Regions from separate parts of the Mus musculus genome. Here all the other regions are linked to region 3. A link is a contact called in public HiCAR-type and HiChIP or PLAC-seq data. All regions are on one chromosome and are shown on one strand. Each heading gives the region's core, a stretch centred on a gene start, on an enhancer-like site or on the middle of the called end of the contact. The rest is flanking DNA. Distances are from core to core; before and after follow the strand shown. Region 1 has its middle 24 kb from the start of Chn1. Region 2 has its middle 14 kb from the start of Gm31472. Region 3 holds the start of Hoxd13 (homeobox D13).

Region 1 (3,664 bases), core at 948-3,447, 870 kb after region 3:
AGTAGACAACTATCCTAGTTTCCTCTTCCTCTTCCTCCCCCTCATCTTCCTCCCCTCCCTCTCCTCTTTTTTTTTTTTTTTCTGAAAAAAAAAGTTACTGAAAAGCAGCAGCTGAAGGGAGAGGGGTTTGGCTTACGGTTTGAGGTGGCACAGGTTGTCAGCCTCAGGTGTCAGGTGTCCAGCGTTTGAGGCAGCTGGGCACACTGTGTCTACAGTCAGGATGCTGTAGCTCAGCCCACCTCCTCCTACACAGGCTAGGACTTCAGCCATGGGACGGCACTATCCACACTCGGGATGAGTCTCCCCTTGTCAGCTAAACCTTTCTGGAAATGCCCTCAAAGATACACCCAGAGCTGCTTCCCAGTCTAGCCAACAGTGAAGAAAGACCATCACGTAGTTTTAATTTCTTTTTAATTTTTATATTTATGGATGTATACATACTTGTAAGTATATGTTTATGTATTTATTTACTGTTTTCCTTTCTTTCTTTCTTTCTTTTTTTTTTTTTTTTTTGAGACAGATTCTCTCTACCTAGCCTGGCTGCCCTGGAATTTACTATGTAGACCACACTGGCCTTGAACTTCCTGACACTCTGCCTCCTTAGTGTTGGGGATAAAGACATCCACTGCTACACCCGGCTTAGTTTTTATTACTAAGTTAAAAAAATAGTTTATTTCTACGAAAAATCGTAGTATGAAGGCAAATACTTTGGGGGCAGGAAGGGATCAAGTTGGTTTTATTAAAGATTAAAAGTCATGACCCATCCAGCAGGTCCAGTTATTCGAGGATCTCGAGGGGACCTCCTCCTAAGAACCAAATGGGGGGTAGAGAGAGACGAGGGTCTTGTACGAATAACGACACGGAAACCGTTCTGAAGTTGTATCAAGACCCCACTATATTGAGAAAGGTCCAAGGCTTAAATGCACAAGCAAAAGGGGAAGTACAGATACTTATCAGTGGGAGGGGTAGGGCAATACAAGCAAAAGGGGAAGTAATTATCAGTGGGAGGGGTAGGGCAATGCAAGCAAAAGGAGAAGTACTTATGGGAAGGGGGGCAATAGAAATTCTTTCTTTTGACAGCTACACGGGGAAGCAGGAACTTGGTGGTGTCAGGGTGTGGTCAGGAGAGCGGTGATGACCCAGGGCTGGAACATCCCGTAGTTCTCGGAATCCATGTGTCGGTGGCCCGCCTTTGACCCTCTTTTCTTCTTGGGGGGAGAGGCCCAATTCAGAGATCAGGACAATAGCGTTGCATTAATGGCTCCCAACAAAGTCAATTAATCCAAAGCATTGATTCTGATAGTTTGTCTTTGTTTCCTCCTCCTCCTCCTCCTTCTCCTCTTATTCCTCCTTCTATTTTTTCTTTTCAAGACAGAGTTTCTCTTTAGAACCCTGTCCTGGAACTCTCTCTGTAGATCATGCTGGCCTCGAGCTCAGAGATCTGCCTGCTTCTACCTCTGCCTCGGGAGTGCTGAGACTAAAGAAGTGTGCTACTACCAGCTTTTTTGTTGGTAGTCATTGTTTTTCTGTTCATTTGTTCCTTTTGTTTTGTTTCAGGCCTTCCCTTCTTAAGACAACCTCTTTTTTACCTTCTTCTGTCTCTCTATCTCCCTTGCAGAACTGTAGCCTAACCCTCCTTTTTTCTACTGTAGATAACTCCCTAGATGATGAGTCCCACTGCCTGTAGCTACCACTCCATCTACCCAGAGATGATTGAGCTTCCCTTCCATAAATCCAGACCCAGATGTGCAACTGCCTGTCAAGTGTCTCCACCAGAGTGTCACCCAGGTCACTTGTTGTCTCCACACGCCCCTCATCTTACAGATAATGTCCTCAAAAGACACATTCTGTGGAGGAAGACTGTGAAAAACAAAAACTCCCACTGGGTATAAAGACATTGGAGAAACTCCGAGTAGCTTAAGTGAAGCAGTTTATTTTACAATGTTACAAAGCCAGGTGTCATTGGGAACAGTGGGTGCTCTCATGGAGCACAGAAAAGTTTTGATAACCAAGGGCCTAGGGGCTGGAGAGATGGCTCAGCAGCTAAGAGCATTGGTTGCCTCTTCCTGAGGACATAGGTTCAATTCTCAGCACCCACGTGGAAGCTCACCAAGGGCCCTCCCTGCCTTTGCATCTTTCCCTCATCTCTGCTTCCTGCACATGGGCCGTCTCTACATTTTACATCCTGTTTGTTTTAAAGCGCACCAGGAATGTGACCTTGTTTGCACACCTCAGTCAGCTTTACTAGTCAGGTTGTTAAGGGCAATGGCCCATTGTCTCAGCTATTCCTCCAGGTCACCGTGTCCCAGTGAAGACATGCTTAGCCATAGGCAGTGCAGACATGCTTTGGGTGAACTACTAAATTAATCAATAAAGCAGCATCTAATAATTAGGCGCTTTACCTTATAATACTTTAATGAGGCAAGCTACACTGTTGCAATTCTCTACTCTGACCTTTCAGTTTGAGTGGGTGAGCTTGTGGGGGAGAACTAGACTGCCAGCAGGGCTCCAGGGCTTTCTGTGAATCTGTAACTAGACACAAATTGACTCAAGATACTTTTATTTTATTTTATTTTATTTTATTTTAATGGGAGCGTCCTCAGCAAACACTGAGAGCAGCTCTAGCCTACATTCCAGTCTTACTGCATTTTCCTATTGATTTTATTGGACCTAACCTTGATTTCCATATCTAACAAATCATAGACCCAACTCTTTCTATTCCATTCCCCCAACTGTCTCTTGAATCTTTTCATGAACAGTCGAGGGGGAGTGATTATCAGTCACAGGACTGAACATATGGCTGCTGTTAGCACCTTCATTCAGGCCACAGCCCGTGCTCAGCTTCATGAACTGAATCACTTCCTAAGTGGATTCTCACCTCCAGCTGCTGCGCTCCATCTCTCTAGCCCTGCACAAACATTATCCTGCTTTTGTTCTATTGAGACAAAGCCTCGTGTAGCCCAGACTGGCTTCAAATTGGCTACATAACCAAGGATGGCTTTAAACTTCTGATTATTCTGCTTTTGCTTTCCAAGTGCTGGGTTTACAAATCCAGCTCACCTGGCTAACACAGGTGTGTGTGTTTGTGTATATGTGTGTGTGTGTGTGTGTATGTGATATATATATATCTCACACCTGAAAAGTGAAATCAGATTCCATTACCCAACAGTTGTGAGCCATCACATGGTTGCTAGGAATTGAACTCAGGACCTCTGGAAGAGTAATCAGTGCTCTCAACCGCTGAGCCATCTCTCCAACCCACCTCTCTCTTTTCAACAGTGCATTCTAAGGTCTAGCCAGAGCTATTCACAGCTCATGAAGACAATCAATTACAGTGTACATTGCTGCTTGTTACTGAGGCTCTCTACTTAGAAGTCACTCTCTCCAGAAGGGCTTTCTCGACTAAGTTCTATGTGTGTTTACACAGATTTTGCATCGTGCTTCTCCAGGAGTTAGTTTTTGTTTTTTAATACAGAGACTGATGTAGACTTGTAGAACCATTTGTTATAGATGATGGTCTTTTGGGACTAACCTGGAATCCTCTCTATCTGTTCCCATACACCCGGAAACACATGCATTCATATTATTTTAATTTTCTTTCCATTAGACTGTAAACTCTATGAAGGTATGGATTGTATCTGACAACTTCTCTCTGTGTAATTAA
Region 2 (3,396 bases), core at 679-3,178, 680 kb after region 3:
CCAACAGGTATGAGCTAGAGCAGGTGTATAAGAAGACAACTTCTCTCTCTCTCTCTCTCTCTCTCTCTCTCTCTCTCTCTCTCTCTCTCCCTCTCTCTCTCTCTCTCTCTCTCTCTCTCTCTCTCTCTCTCCCCTCTCTCTTGTCCTTCTCTGTCTCTGCCCACCACTATCACCTTTCTTTGCCTGCCTGTACCTCAACTCCATGTCCCCTTCCCATCCTCTAATAAATTTCCTTCTATACTAGGCCTGTCGTAAGGCTGATTGTTCAGTACGACACCTCTGCATGGGCCCACTGAGATGCTCCCTCCTGCTGCATTATACCACCATTTTATAAAACACAACAATGTGTGTGCATCCTTAGCTTTCTCCGGCTGCCATAACAACATACCACATGCTGAGCAATTTACAAAGCAAAAAAAAAAAAAAAAAAGAAAAGAAAGAAAAAAGAAAAGACCGCTTCTTTTTGAAATGTATTTTCTCCCAGTCTTGAGGTCCAAGATCAAAGTGCTGGTTTCACATAAGGCTCCTCTCCTCTGTTCACAGGTGGCTCTCCTCTCTGATGACTGTGTGTGTCTAAACCTTCTCTTTTTTATAAGGAATTAAATTAGATTGGTGGCTCCTTGGAAAAAGCACTCGCCATCAAGTGTGAGCCAGTGTTCTGGTCCTCCAAGCCTACATAAAAGCCAGGTAGATGAGAGTTCTCTGTAATCCCAGAACTCAGGAAACAAAAACAGGATATCTCCAGGGCAAAATGGCTAGACTGACTAATCTTAATTGGCTGGTGGGTCCTGGTTTCGGCAAAAGGCCCTTCTTTAACAAATATAATAGAGTGTGATGGAGGAAAGCATGCAAGGTTAATTTCAGTCCTCAGTGAGCATGCTCATACATGCATATACACGCACATCGATGCACATAGGCACTGTTTGTGGGGATGGTGCGTGCTTGTGCATGTGCGTTGACTAGACTGGGGAGACTCTCCATTCACTCACCTCTTTAAAATCCCTATACCCACCCACACACACTGAGACCTAAGGGGTTGGGGTTTCAGCCCAGGAGTTTGGAAAGGACACACGATGCAGGTCCTTACTGAGCAGTTTCACCCTGCAGATATTCCTTGGGATGAGGTTGGCCTCTACATCTCTGCATTTCCCTGCACTAACACCCAAATTTCTTTGCCCCAAGTCACCCTTACTTGAGTTACAGTGGGAATGAACAGTGTGCCCAGTACACTAAACGGATATGCCAAGTCCACACAGTAGTGGTCTCAAAACATGCTCTGGTTAATGGCATAAGTCGAGGGGACGGAGAGGGGAGACCAATGGCATAAGTCGAAGGGATGGAGAGGGGAGACCAATAGGAAGTTTCACAGCCTGAGCTGCACAGAAACAGATTCCATCACCCAGACTCTTTTCTACTTTTGCTCTCTCTTCCACCCTATGGAGTGAAGGAAATCAAATCCTGAGGAGGAGGGGAGAGCTGGTTATCCTAAATAACAATGGTATCTGTGGGGTCAAGGTCAAGTGGAGATAGAGGAAGAGGAGACCAGGAGGGTGCGCTCCAGTTAAAGGGACCTGAAGAGACTTAGAACACTTGTCTCAGTATCAGCAAGGTGTTGCTTTATCCTTGTTCATCCCTGTTTGGTTGTACTCTAGAAGACAGTGAGTGTGCTCATCAGGAAAGTGTCCCCCTTCCTCAAAAAGATAACAGTGTCCAGGAGGCCTGGGAATCCTCCAGTAGGTTGTAGAAATACACACAGCATGAACATGGAAAGGAAAAACACAAACAACCCATTCCCTGGGCTGTTTTTCTCCTTTCCCAGTTACAAGAGGAGGGCTTGCAAATGTGAGTGTCTGTGTAATTCAAGCCCTGGCGGAGTGCCTTCTACAGGGCTCTGCACTGTGTTCGATAAATGGATGTTGTCAATGACGACACCATTGTGCAGTCACATTTGTTTCTTCGGCCGGATGCACGGCATCTGCATGGTTCCATTGTTCTTTGGGGGCTCTTCCCTCCTTAAAATGATGGATCGCCCGGTAATAAGAGTGCTTGTGCCTTTATCACCGCCCATTGTGCCTCCTTTGGCTTCCCTTTCACTGCCAGGGCCATCGGCTGAGGATCCGCTCAGTCTCTTGTTGGCTTTGTGGTACCTAGCAGCTCCCAGCCATTCTGGTTTTAAAATATCGGAAGCTCTTTGATTGTAATCATCGGGGTTTGTCGGTTAGAGGAGGTACGGATTGTGTTTTAATTGTTCGGAAACAACAGTATCCTGACTAGCCTTAGCCAAGTGAGTCTCCCCTGAGCAAAGATGACCCAGCTGGTGAAAATGAAGGAGCAGATTCAGCAATAAAAACCAGGGGGTGGCCTACCAGACGGGTTATCTTCTTCTTTAACCTTGGAGCCAATCTCCAAATGCAGATGTCGAAAATAAAAATATAAATGAATACATTAAGCACCTAGACTAATGTTTTAGCAAATAATCATCACAAGCTGTAAGCTTGATCCCTCGTCTCTGTATGTGGCGTTGCTACTGTGGCACTCGCTATGATACCCATTACTGCATCCACAGATCAGAGCCCAGGAGACAACAGCCCCTGGAGGAAGAGTCAGTGGGAAAACAAAAGCCCCAGTTTTTATTTTCCACACAATCACAAAGTGCAGTGAAGGTGCTGTGATAGAGTCAGATACCATACACAGGGTACAGCGACAGACTCCACAGCTCAGGGACAAATCTCACTGAGGAGATATGACCTACACAACTACAGTTCCCAAAGGATCCCCCTGATGTTTAGGCCTGAATTAGAAATCTGCATTAACAACTTAGTCATTTTTCTCCTGCATTGTATAACAGTTACAATGTATGTGCCATTTGCCTTACTTAAAGCCTTGACTGTGTCCCCTGGGCTTTCTGATAGCTCTACCGGTGGCTCTGGTGCTACCAGATGTTTTGAACAAGCAATAGCACAACTGTCTTCCCCAGCCTTTGTTGAGCAGTAAAGATGTAAGAGCACTCCATCTGGACCTTGTCCTAGCCCACAGACAGAACAACAGCACCCTACAATGGGTATGGGGGAAGGAACCCTAAAACCAGATCTAAGAGATCGGGGTCCTGCTGCCTGACTGCCATTTCATTAGCAGACGAGGGAAGGTCATTGTAGCACTGTCACCACTGGGGACTGTCACCACTGGGGACTGTCACCACTGGGGACTTTGGGCATCCAGCAAACAAAACCATCCACAAGAAAGTATTGACTAAGCCGCTGCTCTACCCGTTTCCCTCTTCAAATGCTTCTTCAGGCTAGGAATGAGCAGGGAAACTCTTGGCTCCTCATTTTAATGTGATAGTTACATTTTATCTTATTCTAAATTAAACACTTGAAAGAGGCTTTGGCTACTTTG
Region 3 (3,797 bases), core at 497-2,996:
TTGAGCTGCAGTTTGGTGTAAGGCACCCTTTTCTTCCTTCCCCGTCGGTAGACGCACATGTCCGGCTGGTTTAAAGCCACATCTCCTAGCATAAACAACAGCAGGGGAAACATTAGCCTGGATACTTGGAACACCTAAGCTTTGAGTTGTGTTAATGTGAGTGCGTTTGTTATTTGTTAGTACTGGGCGGGGGAAGGGAGGGAATAAAGAAAATGAGATTGTTTATACTTTATTATTATTTACACAGACATATTATTTACACAGTATTAAAGAAAGACTATTTGCACTTTGAGACAAAGGCTAATTTGATGGATCATCATGGTTTTTCAAACCGGCATTTTAACAAGCCTGTGATTTTATGGTCTGGTTATTGGGGGAAGCTCATAAGGACAGTTTCTGCAATTGCCAGTTGCATACATTCAAACACACACACACACACACACACACACACACACACTTCAGATCTTTTACTCAAGCTTTAATCTCTTCTACTGTGTTTGGGAGTTTATGGGCTCTAAGAAGCTTCAGTGGTCATTGGAACCCCACTTGAAAACACGGGGACCCAACTCTGGCACCTTTCAGAAACCTCTTTAGTCAGGGGAGTGAGGAAGGGAGGGGGATGGGGTTAGGGAAAGGGGAAAGAGGGAGGGAGGGAGAGGAAGGGGGAAGCAGCAAAGGTAACGAAAGATCTTGAACTTTAGTGGATAAAAAGCACTTGTGCTTCACGGGAAGGAAAACATAGCAGAGGCGCTTTTAATTGGGAAAGTCAGAGATCACAGAGACTAAACAAATTTTTCTAGTGGATTATACCTGGTCAGGCCTGGAATATAAGTAACCACTCCCAAATAGGGGCTTTTCTTTTTTCTCCCTCCCCTTTTTTCGTTGCTCCTACCTGGAAAGGATGATTTCCAAAAATGGGACCCCTGTGGCTGATCCTTGGCACAGTACACCTGGCTGTTCCACCCGTTGGCTAGCGTCCAGGACTGGTAGCCCTCCATGGAGATGTATGCCTCGTGCCGAGGTTCCCCGGATCCAAAAGTGGACACCATGTCGATGTAGCCAGGCACGTGCTGATAGGGACTTGTGTAGCCCTGGTAGAAGGACACTTCCTTGGCTCTTGCGGGCACCTCGTTGGTCGGTACGCTGCTGCTCGCCAGGCCCGACACGTCCATGTACTTCTCCACCGGGAAACCTCCGAGAGAAGCGTGCGGGGACGACTTGAGAGCGTTCTGCTGTAAGCCTACGCCGTGCGACATGCGGCAGCTGTAGTAACCGTTGCCGAAGTGGTAGCCATAGCCCAGCGCGGGAGCGCCCGGCGGTGCTGCAGCGGTCGCGGCGGCCGCTGGCGCGGGACACTCTTTGGCCACAGGAGCCTCGGGGCGAGTGGCGATCACAGCCGAGGATGACGACGACGACGAAGAGCCTGTGCGCTCAGAGGTCCCTGGGTAAGCGAAGCTGGATGCTGCCGCCGCTGCCGCCGCCGCTGCTGCGGCCGCCGCCGCCGCGCGTCCGGAATGTGTCCCCGCGAACACCGGCGCCGACAGGAAGCCGCGACACTGGCCAGGCGCTGCTACGGAGGAGGAGGAGGAGGCCGGTGCCGCCCCAGCGGCCCCGCCGTCCGCCCGCAGCCCATCCATGTCCCAAGTCCCCGAGCGGCTCATGGCCCGGCCTGGCCCGGCCCGGGCCCCGGCCTCGGCCCCGCGCAGGACACCATGGCGCGCTGCGCCTCCTCCCTCCTCGCTGTGTTCCGCGGCGCGCTCGCTCCCGCCCTTTCCCTCCCGTCCTCTCTCCCTCCGCGAGCCTCCCGCCTCCTGCCCGCCCGCCCGCCCGCCCGCCCTCCAACAGGTTAGCTCATCGCGGGACGTTTATAAAAACGAAGTTCAGGTTGGGAGGGGGCCTGGGACGGTCAGGGGGCCGTCTCCCGCCCCGAGGGCGCCGGCCGGGGACCCTGCCATTGGCTGCGCCGGGACACGTGGGGGTGGGGGCGCGGGAGAGCCTGGCTCCCAGCCCAGGTCCGGCTGGACCCACCCACCCGGTCCCCACCCCTCTTCAGCCCTTTGGGAGGCCCACCTCGCATCCCCGCCCTCCCCCAGACCCAGGAGTTGACTTTGCAGCCACCCCCTGATTGCGCGACGGCCCATCTCGGGCCTGTCTGCGAGGCGGGCGCCGAGGCCTGCGCTTCATCTCCGCAACCGTTGTTTTTGCCACTGCTCTTTGGCTCCTCGAGCTGCACACCAAAGTGAGGATGAAGGACAGAGATGAGCAGAATGACGAGAAAACAGAGCAATTCTATTTTTAAAAACCTGTTGCTCATCTTTCCTTAGTCTACCGCGTCACCCCAAATTCGAGACAGCTCATCCTACCTTGAACATACCTAACGAACGGGTAAAAGTATTCCACACATAGGACATCAGTCGGAGTAGATCCTTCCTATACAGCACCATCGGCCCACAAAAATACTCACGAAACAGTCTTGGGGCAGCATCAGAGACTTAGAATTCATCTCGAAGCCGCAAGCCTGACAATCGGCGCAACTAGGAAGTCCACAGATGTTCGGTTCACGTCTCTGCTCTTGGCCAGCCGGCAGTCACTTTGCCAGGCTGGCCTTAGCTTCAGCTTGGCCTCCTCCTGCCCAGCCCAAAAGACTCCGTACCAGCGCGGGAGGAGAAAGCCACTCAATAGAGTGCCACGAATCTTCTGCGCCTCGCCCACAGCATACCGGCCTCTAGCTTTTTGCAGCCACCACCCACCCCCGCCCGTTACTCACACCAATTAATTGAAAACTTCACTTTCCCAGGGACCTTTGTTTCGCTTCCTTTTCCAGGCTGCCAACAGCAGGGAATTGAGTGTGTCAAGTCAAGGGGGTGTCCTTTCTTCTCTTCTCGTCTCTTTTCTTTTCTTTTCTTTTCTTTTCTTTTCTTTTCTTTTCTTTTCTTTTCTTTTCTTTTCTTTTCTTTTCTTTTCTTTTCTCTTCTCTTCTCTTCTCTTTTCTTCTTCTTCTTCTTCTTCTTCTTCTTCTTCTTCTTCTTCTTCTTCTTCTTCTTCTTCTCTCTCTCTCTGTCCGCCCCCCCCCCCCCCACCACCACCAAGTAAAGTCCGGACTGGTGACAGGCGCAGTCCGAGTTCATAGAACTTCATAGGGACAGAGTAGGCTCTAGTTGTGAGTACCGGAGGAGCTAATACCAGATAGAGTTAGGTAGGGTGGCTCTAATCGCTCTGTATTTCCACCTCCTCTCACAGAGTCTTAACAACTTATGGGTCGTCCTTGTGAGCTCTGATTTGAATCTAGGTCGGTCTCCTGAGAGCTATTTTAGACTTGGTTAGTCAAGAGTGCTGGGTGGGTGCGTGAGCCTCAAAGTGGGCCAGTTTGATGCTGTACTATCAACCTTCAGACCAGTTTATCTTTTAAGAAAATCACTCCCCTAAACGTGCAATACTAAGTCCAGCTTGTCACTCAGCGTCACTGCCTTCTGAAAATAAGCTCTGAGAAAGAAGAAGAAAAGAAGAAAAGGAGTGAGCAAGGTCCTTCTGGGCCTGGTCTGGTCTGGCATCACAGGGTGGGCTGATGGCATTAGAGTGTTGACACAAAAACCACAGTAACCATAAAAGGCTCAAATAAGGGGATGGGGGTGTAGGTTATGAGAGGTACTGGAAACTAAGAGAATTTGTATAACTTTTAAAAATCCTAGACCTGGTCATGGTCAAATTCAAACCCGGAGGGTCTCTCCAGGTTTTTGCAGCATTGTGATGGGTAGTAATTTGTTGATCGCGATAATTTTGATTGCTTGAGAAAGGAC

Evidence for each region. HiCAR-type assays count read pairs that join an accessible place to other places. HiChIP or PLAC-seq counts read pairs in DNA pulled down with a chosen protein or histone mark.
Region 1: a HiCAR-type map of embryonic stem cells shows a contact between it and region 3, with 2.9 times the contacts expected there. The contact joins the enhancer-like site here to the promoter of Hoxd13 in region 3. A contact is called at or near these places in 21 of 39 promoter capture datasets (the 3T3-L1 cell line, 3T3-L1-derived adipocytes, the C10 cell line and 13 more), 1 of 15 datasets of contacts at CTCF or cohesin (embryonic stem cells), 18 of 484 Hi-C or Micro-C datasets (the HPC-7 cell line, cardiomyocytes, cerebellar granule neurons and 5 more), 12 of 115 datasets of contacts at active chromatin or transcription factors (craniofacial prominence, embryonic hindbrain, embryonic limb bud and 5 more) and 2 of 9 other capture datasets (embryonic stem cells and embryonic trunk).
Region 2: a contact with region 3 is called in an H3K4me3 HiChIP or PLAC-seq map of embryonic basal ganglia, with 11 times the contacts expected there. The contact joins the enhancer-like site here to the promoter of Hoxd13 in region 3. A contact is called at or near these places in 9 of 39 promoter capture datasets (the C10 cell line, the HPC-7 cell line, HPC-7-derived erythroid cells and 6 more), 1 of 484 Hi-C or Micro-C datasets (embryonic stem cells), 10 of 115 datasets of contacts at active chromatin or transcription factors (craniofacial prominence, embryonic basal ganglia, embryonic forebrain and 7 more) and 1 of 9 other capture datasets (embryonic stem cells).

Annotation. Positions count from the first base shown.
Region 1 is chr2:73,797,529-73,801,192 of GRCm38.p6, reverse strand. No RefSeq gene overlaps it. Among named protein-coding and RNA genes, the nearest start is that of Chn1, 24 kb to the right of the region's middle. Within about 2 kb of position 2,197, at least 17 of the 459 cell types and tissues checked have an H3K27ac peak or open chromatin away from gene starts, as enhancers often do. A contact at or near this core is called in embryonic stem cells and trophoblast stem cells, where this site is marked.
Region 2 is chr2:73,990,568-73,993,963 of GRCm38.p6, reverse strand. No RefSeq gene overlaps it. Among named protein-coding and RNA genes, the nearest start is that of Gm31472, 14 kb to the right of the region's middle. Within about 2 kb of position 1,928, at least 10 of the 459 cell types and tissues checked have an H3K27ac peak or open chromatin away from gene starts, as enhancers often do.
Region 3 is chr2:74,666,174-74,669,970 of GRCm38.p6, reverse strand. Hoxd13 (homeobox D13) reads right to left here and starts at 1,746. Exons shown (of 2, transcript NM_008275.4): 1 at 893-1,746; 2 at 1-85. The coding sequence starts at 1,661. It overlaps Gm31790 (a long non-coding RNA gene), which reads right to left. Exons shown (of 3, transcript XR_374674.2): 3 at 3,080-3,483.